Linked DNA regions of Gossypium hirsutum: region 1 is linked to region 2. The links are chromatin contacts, called in public Hi-C maps. All regions are on one chromosome and are shown on one strand. Each heading gives the region's core, a stretch centred on a gene start, on an enhancer-like site or on the middle of the called end of the contact. The rest is flanking DNA. Distances are from core to core; before and after follow the strand shown.

Evidence for each region. Hi-C and Micro-C count contacts between places; a contact is called where the count stands out from the background.
Region 1: a contact with region 2 is called in a Hi-C map of leaf, with 2.9 times the contacts expected there. The contact joins the promoter of LOC107918275 here to the promoter of LOC107918344 in region 2. A contact is called at or near these places in 13 of 34 Hi-C or Micro-C datasets (callus, hypocotyl, leaf and 2 more).

Annotation. Positions count from the first base shown.
Region 1 is chrD13:14,822,397-14,826,915 of Gossypium_hirsutum_v2.1, reverse strand. LOC107918275 reads left to right here and starts at 2,250. Exons shown (of 1, transcript XM_016847797.2): 1 at 2,250-4,519. The coding sequence starts at 2,969. The coding sequence ends at 4,393. LOC107918274 (galactoside 2-alpha-L-fucosyltransferase) reads left to right here. Exons shown (of 2, transcript XM_016847796.2): 2 at 666-2,321. The coding sequence ends at 2,119.
Region 2 is chrD13:14,381,954-14,387,059 of Gossypium_hirsutum_v2.1, reverse strand. It overlaps LOC107918344 (mitochondrial uncoupling protein 3), which reads right to left and starts at 3,075. Exons shown (of 2, transcript XM_016847878.2): 1 at 2,566-3,075; 2 at 1,250-2,157. The coding sequence starts at 2,955. The coding sequence ends at 1,615. It overlaps LOC107920483 (anaphase-promoting complex subunit 2), which reads left to right and starts at 3,685. Exons shown (of 16, transcript XR_005922757.1): 1 at 3,685-4,079; 2 at 4,156-4,468; 3 at 4,576-4,865; 4 at 5,092-5,106.

The sequences.
Region 1 (4,519 bases), core at 1,001-3,500, 440 kb before region 2:
TTGTGTTTGTCATTAGTATTCAAAAAACATGTTCACCAACATACAAAAAATTAAAATTTATTCATGAATAATACATAAACATATTTATAAATATTACTGATTATAATATAAAAATAAAATAAACATTAGTTCATTTTTACCGGATAAAAAGAACATACAAACAATATCAATATTAATTATATAATTGAATAATAAACGAGTTTTGAACGAGCTTTAAACAAAAAGAAATGAATTCATTTATGAACATAGATCAAGTGAATAATGTCCTTTTCATGCTTGGTTTATTTAATAAACGAGCTTTAAAATCTTGCTTATGGTCATTTATCTAACTTGATAAACGAATATAACTATTCATAGAAGGGTATGTTCGTTTACAACTTAAACGAAAATAAGGCAATATGATGTATAAATGAATAAATGTTAGCAATGTCATGTATGAGTAATTTTGTTTTAGTTAGGATTAAGGATTTTCATGAATAACATTTAAAAATAATAGTCCTATTCAGTGTTAACAAGTGTAATAATTTAAAGAATTTCTTTAGTATATTAGTGAATAGATGATGTTACAGAAAAACAAAGAAAATCAATTGGTTGTGATTAGTGAGTGATATTGCAGGAATGTATGGATTTTATTAGCATGTCTGAATTTAATATCTTTGGTTCAGAAGTTGATGTCCTCCAACATGTTGACATTGCTGAAGACAAACTGCTTGGAGGACTGCTTGCTGATGGGTTCGATGGACAATCATGTTTAAGTCGATACCAGTCGATTTTATATCGCAAAGCTTTACCTTACAAGCCATCTCCATACCTTGTTTCTAAGCTAAGAAAATATGAGGACCTTCATAAACGTTGCGGACCCAACACTCCGTCCTACAATAAAGCAGTGGAACAACTCAAGTCCGGCAGCAATGTCGTTGGCACGACAGACTGTAAATATGTTGTCTGGGTATGGTACAGTGGGTTGGGGAACAGGATTTTGACTCTGGCTTCAGTGTTTCTCTATGCTCTTTTAACCGAAAGAGTGTTGCTTGTGGACCGAGGGAACGATATGGCCAGTTTGTTCTGCGAGCCATTCCCAGAGAGATCATGGTTTTTGCCCATGAATTTCCCGATTGCTAAAATGTTCAATAGCTTTGATCAAAAGTCTGCTGAATCCTATGGGAACTTGCTTAAGAATAACATGATAAAGGCTTCAATGGGATCATTGCCATCATATGTGTATCTGCATCTGGCTCATGATTATGATGATCATGATAAGCTGTTCTTTTGTGATGATGATCAAGCTCTGTTAAAAAGGTTCACTTGGTTGGTTGTTAAAACAGACAACTATTTTGTTCCATCCCTCTTTTTGATGCCATCATTTGAGGATGAACTGAAGAAGCTGTTTCCCAACAAGGAAACCATATTTCATCACTTGGGTAGGTATCTTTTTCACCCTTCAAATCATGTGTGGGGAATAGTCACAAGGTATTATAAAGCATACTTGGCCAGGGCAGATGAGAGGATTGGCATCCAGGTAAGGATTTTCGATAAAGGACCTGGCCCGTACCAATACGTGAAGGATCAAATTTCAGCTTGTACTATAGGAGAGAAGTTGTTGCCTGAAGTGGATACTAGACGATTGGCTGTGAATCCGTCAAAAAACCCGAAGGTGAAAGCTGTCTTGATGACTTCTCTGGTTTATGGATACTATGAGAACATGAAGAACATTTACTGGGAACACCCTACGGTGACCGGTGATATAATTGGGGTTCATCAGCCAAGTCATGAAGAACAACAGCGGAGTGAAAAGCCATTGCACAACATGAAGGCTTTGGCTGAAATGTATCTGCTTAGTTTAACTGATGTGTTAGTCACAAGTGCATGGTCTACATTCGGGTACGTAGCTCAGGGTCTTGGAGGTTTGAAGCCATGGATCCTTTACAAATCCGAAAATCAAACGAGCCCAAATCCACCTTGTCAACGTGCCATGTCAATGGAGCCTTGTTTCCATGCTCCACCATTTTATGACTGCAAAGCTAAGGAGGGTATCGACACAGGTAAAGTTGTTCCACATGTTAGACATTGTGAAGACATTAGTTGGGGTCTTAAAGTGGTAGATAGGTATACTGAGTAATAGCTCTTACAGGGATTTTTATTTTCTACCCAAATTTCTCTAGAAGATTTTGATAGAACTGCAATATATCTCATTGAACTGTGAAGTTACCTTATTCTGTGTGGTTTTTCTGTAAATAAGCTTGCTTTTTTTTTTCCTGTATAAGATTTGTGAGATTGAGGTTCATCACTGCATATCAGATTCCGTTCCCTTTTTATCATTAGCTATAGTTCTCTGAGACAATGATATTGCTTGTGACTTAGAGACATTTCTTTTATGTTAAGTAGTGTTATATATAGACATTACTTGGCAGATGAAAACTTGTTGAACATGTCTTTATTTCCACCATTGGTTATTGATCGAGCATCATCTTTTACTTTTGTAGTTTGAAAACGAAACCGTAGTTTTGCTTATACTGGCCGAAAGATTGAAAAAGGGAAAGTAAACCTAAAAGAAGATTTGGCTCAAAACTAAAAGAAGATTTGGCTCAAAACCCAATATGTTTCTTTAGATGAGAGTAAATAATCTCCTCTTTAGATCTTAGATTTTACTAAAAGAACTGAGGCAAACTTTAACTGTTCATGTTCTGAAGGAGAAAAAAGAAGGGGCAAAAGGAAGGCAATGGTCGAAATTCCAAAACCCCAATACTAATGTGGGAAGTGACTTTACCTTTGGAAATTAGTTTCTTCTTCACTTATGAAAACAACAAAGACAAGCCCTCCTGTCTTCAATGTGTGTCAAGACCAAACACCAAAGCCTTCCCCTTTTTTTTTTGTCTCTATCGAGAGCTAATTCAACGTGTGGTATTGTAATTGGTTGGTAATCCAACAAGGTACAGCTCACCTAATCTTTTTAACAATTCCCCCAGCCATGGAAGCTGTATCAGCTACGATGAAAGCCATTAACTTCCCTGCAACTTCCACCGTCCCCAGAGCAACTGTTTCTATTACAGTGGCCTCACCATGGTCACAGACCAAACTCAACATGCTTACCTTTTATGCCCCAAATCCCAACACCAGATTCAGCTCAATTTGTCTCCCTCGCTGTTCCAGAAAACCAAACACTGACACTAACAACGAAACTGCCCAAAATCCAACCTTTGAACCGAATCCCAGTCTAACCACTGAGAACCCATCAAGCGCTGTTTCAGATGAGGAAATCCCCTCTTCTTCAAATCCCCCTTCTGCTCTTTCTAGAGGTTTGGTGCTTGATTTGGGTCCTGTTGGTTCTTGGGACTGCACAGATATTGGTTCACCAGTGGTTAAAAGGTTCCTTAGTGATGAGGAAGAAAGATGGTATATGTGGTACCATGGAGTTTCCACTGATTCCCAAGGTTCAGATTCCATAGGGTTAGCAGTTTCAAGCAATGGGGTCCATTGGGAGAGAGGTAAAGGTGCAGTGAAATCAAGTGCAGATGTTGGTTTGGTCATGAGTTGTGGCAATGATTGGTGGGCTTTTGACACACAGAGCATTAGGCCTGGTGAGGTAGTCATCATGTCTAGTGCTAAAGTGAGAGCCTCAAGTGCTGTTTATTGGCTTTACTACACTGGCTACAGCAATGAGAAGGTGGATATTTCAGCTGATTCTTTAGGATTCAAAGTGCAAAACCCTGAAAATCAAAGTAGCCAAACTGGGGAAGTGTTGAGGTCTTTACCAGGTTTGGCAATCAGTCAAGATGGAAGGCATTGGGCTAGGATTGAAGGGGAGCATCATAGTGGAGCATTGTTTGATGTAGGGTCCGAGGGAGATTGGGATTCATTGTTCATATCATCACCACAAGTTGTTTTCCATGGGAATGGTGATCTAAGAATGTACTATCACTCATTCGACGTGGGAAATGGGGTTTTTTCTATTGGGATGGCAAGGTCAAGAGATGGGATGAAATGGATAAAGCTAGGGAAGATAATGGGAGGTGGGCCAAAGGGATGCTTTGATGAACTTGGAGCAATGAATCCCTATGTAGTTAAGAACAAGAAAGATAGAAACTATGTGATGGCATATGAAGGTGTTGGTGCTGATGGGAGGAGAAGCATTGGACTGGCAATGTCAGCTGAAGGATTGAAAGATTGGAGAAGGGTTGAAGATGAAGCAGTGCTGAAACTAGCAACAATGGAGGATGGATGGGACAGTAAAGGGATTGGATCACCATGTTTGGTGGAAATGGATGGTGATGTTGATGAATGGAGATTGTATTACAGAGGTATTGGTAATAGTGGCCGATGTGGGATTGAAATGGCTGTTTCTGATGGAAGTGATATTACAAGGTTTAGAAGATGGAAAGGGTTTCAAGTATAAAGTTCAATTTCAGTGCTATGATTTTGGACCATCTTTGTCCTGTTTGTGCTCATTCAAGTTACATCTTTTTTATGTAATGCTATTTCATGTAATAATCTTAATATATTTCCATTTACATATGATGAA
Region 2 (5,106 bases), core at 1,826-4,325:
ATTTGTATAAGATAAATAAAACTATTTTTAATTAAAAAAGGAAATTGTATTTTATTTGAGTCTAAAACCCAAGTTTGGAAGAAACCTTAATCTACCCAAAAATTGTCCAGAATCGAAATTTCTCAAAAATAGTCTTAGATTATCCAGTTGCCTTTGCATCTGGAAGCATTCATTAGTGATTTTTACAACAATTTGTCCCTTAGCCCAATCTCTGGAACCTTAAAGTAAGAGGAGCAAAATTGGTGAAATTGGGCACTTGCTTCACAATGGCATTCACGCCTTTGTGTTTTGGTAAGCCATGGATAAAGGCCACAGTTGGATCGCCCACCAACAAGACAAGAAGAAAGAGAGATTGGGGAGAAAAGTGGAGATCAGGAGAATGAGGGAAGAATTTCATCATAAAGTTAAGCACCAGAACTGTCTCATGTAAATTCTACTATCAAGTCCCTCGCAGTCTTTTTTTTTTTTTTTGTTCGGGGGGGGGATTTGTAATTGAAGACCATAATATTAGCTTTGTTGAATTGAATAACCCATGATATTTCATGGACAAATTGTTTCCTTTTGCTTTATAAATTGCCATTATTATCTATTGTGGAAATTTTTGTTGGTTTAAAAGAAAACCACATCGATATCATCTTCATGGAGGTTTCTAAATCTTTTGATTTTGATTTTTGCATTTGATTTTTGTTTGTTCATCTTAAGTTTTTCAAGTTTCAAAATTTTCAAAAATTATTCTACAATTTTGAGTTAGGATAACAGTAAGGAAATCTTTTAGTACCTTTTTTTACTTTCAAATTCTCTTTAGGGTTTATCTATGAAACTTAGAAAATTCTTTTAGAGCTGATGAATAAATATGGGATTTTATATTAGCTTTTAAGTATCTATATCTGTGTATGCTAAATTTGGCTTACGTATAATTTGTTTTTTTTTTCAAATTTGGGTAATCCATGTGATAAACCCTTATTTCAACAAAATTGACAACATTAGATCCTTATTTGAAGGTTTTGGAACGTGTTAATCCTTATTCAAGCAACCTTGAAAAGGTTAGGCCCATTTAGCCTAAGATCTAATTCTTATCGTCTTATTGCTCTACTGGTGTAGAGTTTGGCAGTAGAATTGAATAAAAAAATTAATATAAAACTAACTCATACCATCATGTATATATATGTTATACATAAAATAATAGACCTGCATTTCATACTTCTCAGCATAAACATTATACTTAAGAGGATTGATTAGCTTATACAGATGTAAAATTAGTTTTTTCTTATATGATCTTATAGTTTCATGTAAAGTTTTGAATCAATTCATCGAAAATACCATTTTTTATTCGTCCTACATACCGTACTTACAAACTTGAACAGGCCACAACATGCACAAGAAGCACAACCGATCTCGCATTTACCGCCAAGGGACTGCAAATCACAACAAGGTTAACCTTATATGGGAAAAATGCCATAAAAAAACACTACATAGGAAGCAGACCATCAAAGCAGAACATCTTCTGCCCAATGCTGGTATTCAAGTTATTGCCCCTGGAACAAGAAACCGGTAATAACATCTGAAACTATCCCGTAAGTATGTTGGCATCTGAAGCCTGATCAGGTCCATTAGTCAGAAGGAAGAAAGCCCCGAAATTTGTCGGAACTTCTCGTAAGATACCCAGAAAAAGAATTGCCAAGGACCAAGCCTTGCCCATGTAGGAAAGAAACCTTTCCACAATGCTGTTAAACCTTCGATTTTCACCGTCTTCACCAAACAATCATATGAGCTCTTGTACAAAACATTCCCTTCCTTACTAGCCGCTTGATTCATCATTCTTGTCTTCACAACATCAACCGGACAACTCAGCATTGTAGCAGAGAGACCTGACATGATCGATGCCAATGTGTGTGCATAGATGTTATCATCAGATATCTGATTATTTATAACAAAACGTTTTGCATGATCATAACAGGCTACTTCACCCATGTTCACTAAGAACGCCCTCTGAACATTTGGCAAAACCCCTTTCCAAAGACCTCCAAGACCTTCCATGGCTACAATTTTGTTAAAAGCATCAAAGAGTCCTTTGTATCGTGGTTGAAGACCCTTGTTTATCAAACGGCCATCCGCTTGCATCCTCACCTTAACAAGATCAGCTGGACTTGCCACAAACTGTACTGCTAATACTATTACATTCCAAATCAATACTTACAATAATCAATCTTGTCAAAAATGTAAGTGCATAAGCAATAGCTGGATGGCTAACACTGTTAATTGCTATGAAATAAATTGTTCTCAAAAAGCAACCTAAAACATTAGGCTGAAATATAATTTTTTTACTGGTTGAATATAATGGACTGAATTTTTAAGTGACCATAACGGTGAGATCAAATATCAGAAAAAATTTTCATGTCATCGATTTATTATAAGTAGTGGGATTAAATCTAAAATTTCAGCATAACAGAGCTACTGGAACCTTTTACATATTTAAGAAAAAGTAATAATCCCAATTCATTTTTTTGGCAATTTCAAGAAAGCAAATTAATCTCCATGATTTTGATTCAGTATTTGAAGGCAAACCTGAGCAATAGCGCCGGAAATGCCACCTACAAGCGCTTTAGAAGACAGAGAAAGAGAGCCATCTGCGCTCACCAAATTCCTTAAATTCTCGTAACTGACGATCCGAATGGGAGTGTAGAACAGATGCCTAATAATAGCCGGGGAGAGACCTTTATACAGCCCTGAAACGCCTTGGTCACGGACGATACCGGCGGCGACACGGAACGAATTGGTGGGACGGCGCGTGGAGGAGGAGAGAGGTTGAGACTCGCCGTGAAGCTGGAGCCTTGTCTTGGTTAAGTCTATGGGAAAGGTGGAAGTTCCCGCCACCATAGCCGATAGTGACGTCAACAAGATCTTAATTCCGGTTCGGGTTCTGGTTTCTTTATGTCCATGGACATTTGCCTTCATTTGATGTTTGAGACTTTGAGAGAGACCTAAGCTAATGGTGGTTTTGAATCCGCCGTAGACTGCCTTTAGCTTACTTTTTGCCTTTACCTTACTTTTTGTCTCGCCCTATAATATCTATCACTCTAAGCTAGTTTTGAAATAAATAAGTTAAAAAATGTTATTCTGGTTTTAGTCCCTCTTATCATAATAAAATTTAGATTTCATCCTTAATTTTAAGTTGACCTAATCTCACGTCTACTTCTATAATCTTTTTAGTATGTCTAAATTAATTATTGCCGCTGAAAAAATGCCCCAAAATTGAATGTTATTTGAACAGTGACAGATTTCACCATTAAGTTTTGAGAGAATTTAAATTAATTTTCAAAAAAATTTAGGTTTTAATTAAAATTTTTAACAAATTAAAGGCTTAATTAGAATTTTTAAATTTTCTGAAAAATCTAATTAAATTTTAAAAAATTTGAGGGCTTAATAGAAGTTCTAAAATTTTTAAAGAGGCCTAATCCAAAATTTTAAAACTTTAAGAGGTCTAATGAAAATTTCTAAAAATCATGAGGGAATAATTAAAAATTTCAAAAATTTTAGGAATCCAGGTACTAACCATGTTCCGCCTTCACAACTTGACTATAAGAAAGTTGTTAGAAAAAAAATAACGTCATAGAGGGACTAAAATTTAAAATAGACCAAAAAATGGCTTTTGAAATAAGTGAAACGACACATGTCATGCGTCGTTTAGGTGGAAATTGAGCAAAAGGGATTCATGGCAGTGGCGGTAAAGAAGAAATCGAAAAAATGGAACTAAAAAATTCCACAGTTCAATTCTAAGCTGAAGTAGTGAGACCTAAGTTAGGGTTTTTCAAAGCAAGGAGAGGATTTGTGTTATTTTCTTGTCAATGGAGTCATTAACTTCTTCTCCAGTGTGCAATCTAGGGATTTTGATCAGTCTCGACAACGACTCCGTCCAAGAAATCCTCCAAAGCTACGACGGTTTCTGCACCGCCGCTAATTCTCTCCTCAAAATCTCCGGCGATCTCTCCCTCGAACATGACTTCGTTTCTCATGTTCACACTCTCTGCAAACACGGCCTCCATATTCTCTCTCGGGACTACTTCCTTAGATTACTAGAGGTAATAATCGGTTAAGCCATTGCAGTCTCTTTCGAAATTAAATTTTCTTGATTTCATTTTTTTTTCTAAATTATAGGAAGCGTTTGAGAAAAATGGGGCGTCGAGATTTTGGCGCTATTTTGAGGATTATAGCAAAATTGAAGAAGATTTAGAGAAGATTGATGAGGATGAGATTCAAAGAGTGCTTTGTAATGCTTTGGAGGAGATTTGTTTAGAAAAAGAAAATCAAGAGAAATGCTTGTTAATGTTAGTTCATGCACTACAGTCCTATATGGATAATTTGACTGATGGAAAGCCCGACTTTGATGTGGGAAAAGTCTATCTTTTCTCAAAGTATCAATTAATTGTTTCCTCCATACTTATGGCCAACCTACCTCGACATTTTCCCGGTATGAAATTACTAGCTTTTTATTGAAAAAAAGGTCAGTTCTTTCGTTGTGCATTACTGGGGTTTTATTATTTGATTATTAGCTGATAATTTCATTGATGTTGTTAGAGGTGCTTCACTTTTATTTTAAGGGAAGGCTTGAGGAGTTAAGTACCATAATGGATGGAGAATTAAATGAGGAAAATGAGCATCGAGATAGAGATGAGATGGATTTTGATGAAAAGAACAAGTATAGAACTGGTGAAATGGAAATTGATGAGTGCTATTCCCAAGACAAGTTTTCAGAGAACAGTAAGTTGGTGAGGAACATTGGGAAGGTTGTTCGTGATCTTAGAAATCTTGGTTTCACATCAATGACTGAAGATGCCTATGCTTCTGCTATTTTCATGCTTCTGAAGGTGGGCTTGTTATTTATCATAAAATATGTATGCACACCTTATGTAATTGAACTCAACATAGTTATCTGATCTTTTTCTATTCAATTTTGTATTGGACTTTGTGCTTTTTGTTTCCTTTAATGATTCTCCTTTAGAAAATATTACCTCTGGCTTACATTGCTTATCATGTTTTAGGCTTAATAAATTTACCTTATTTTAGCAACATTCTTTCCTTGTTTGCATACAGGCTAAAGTACATAAT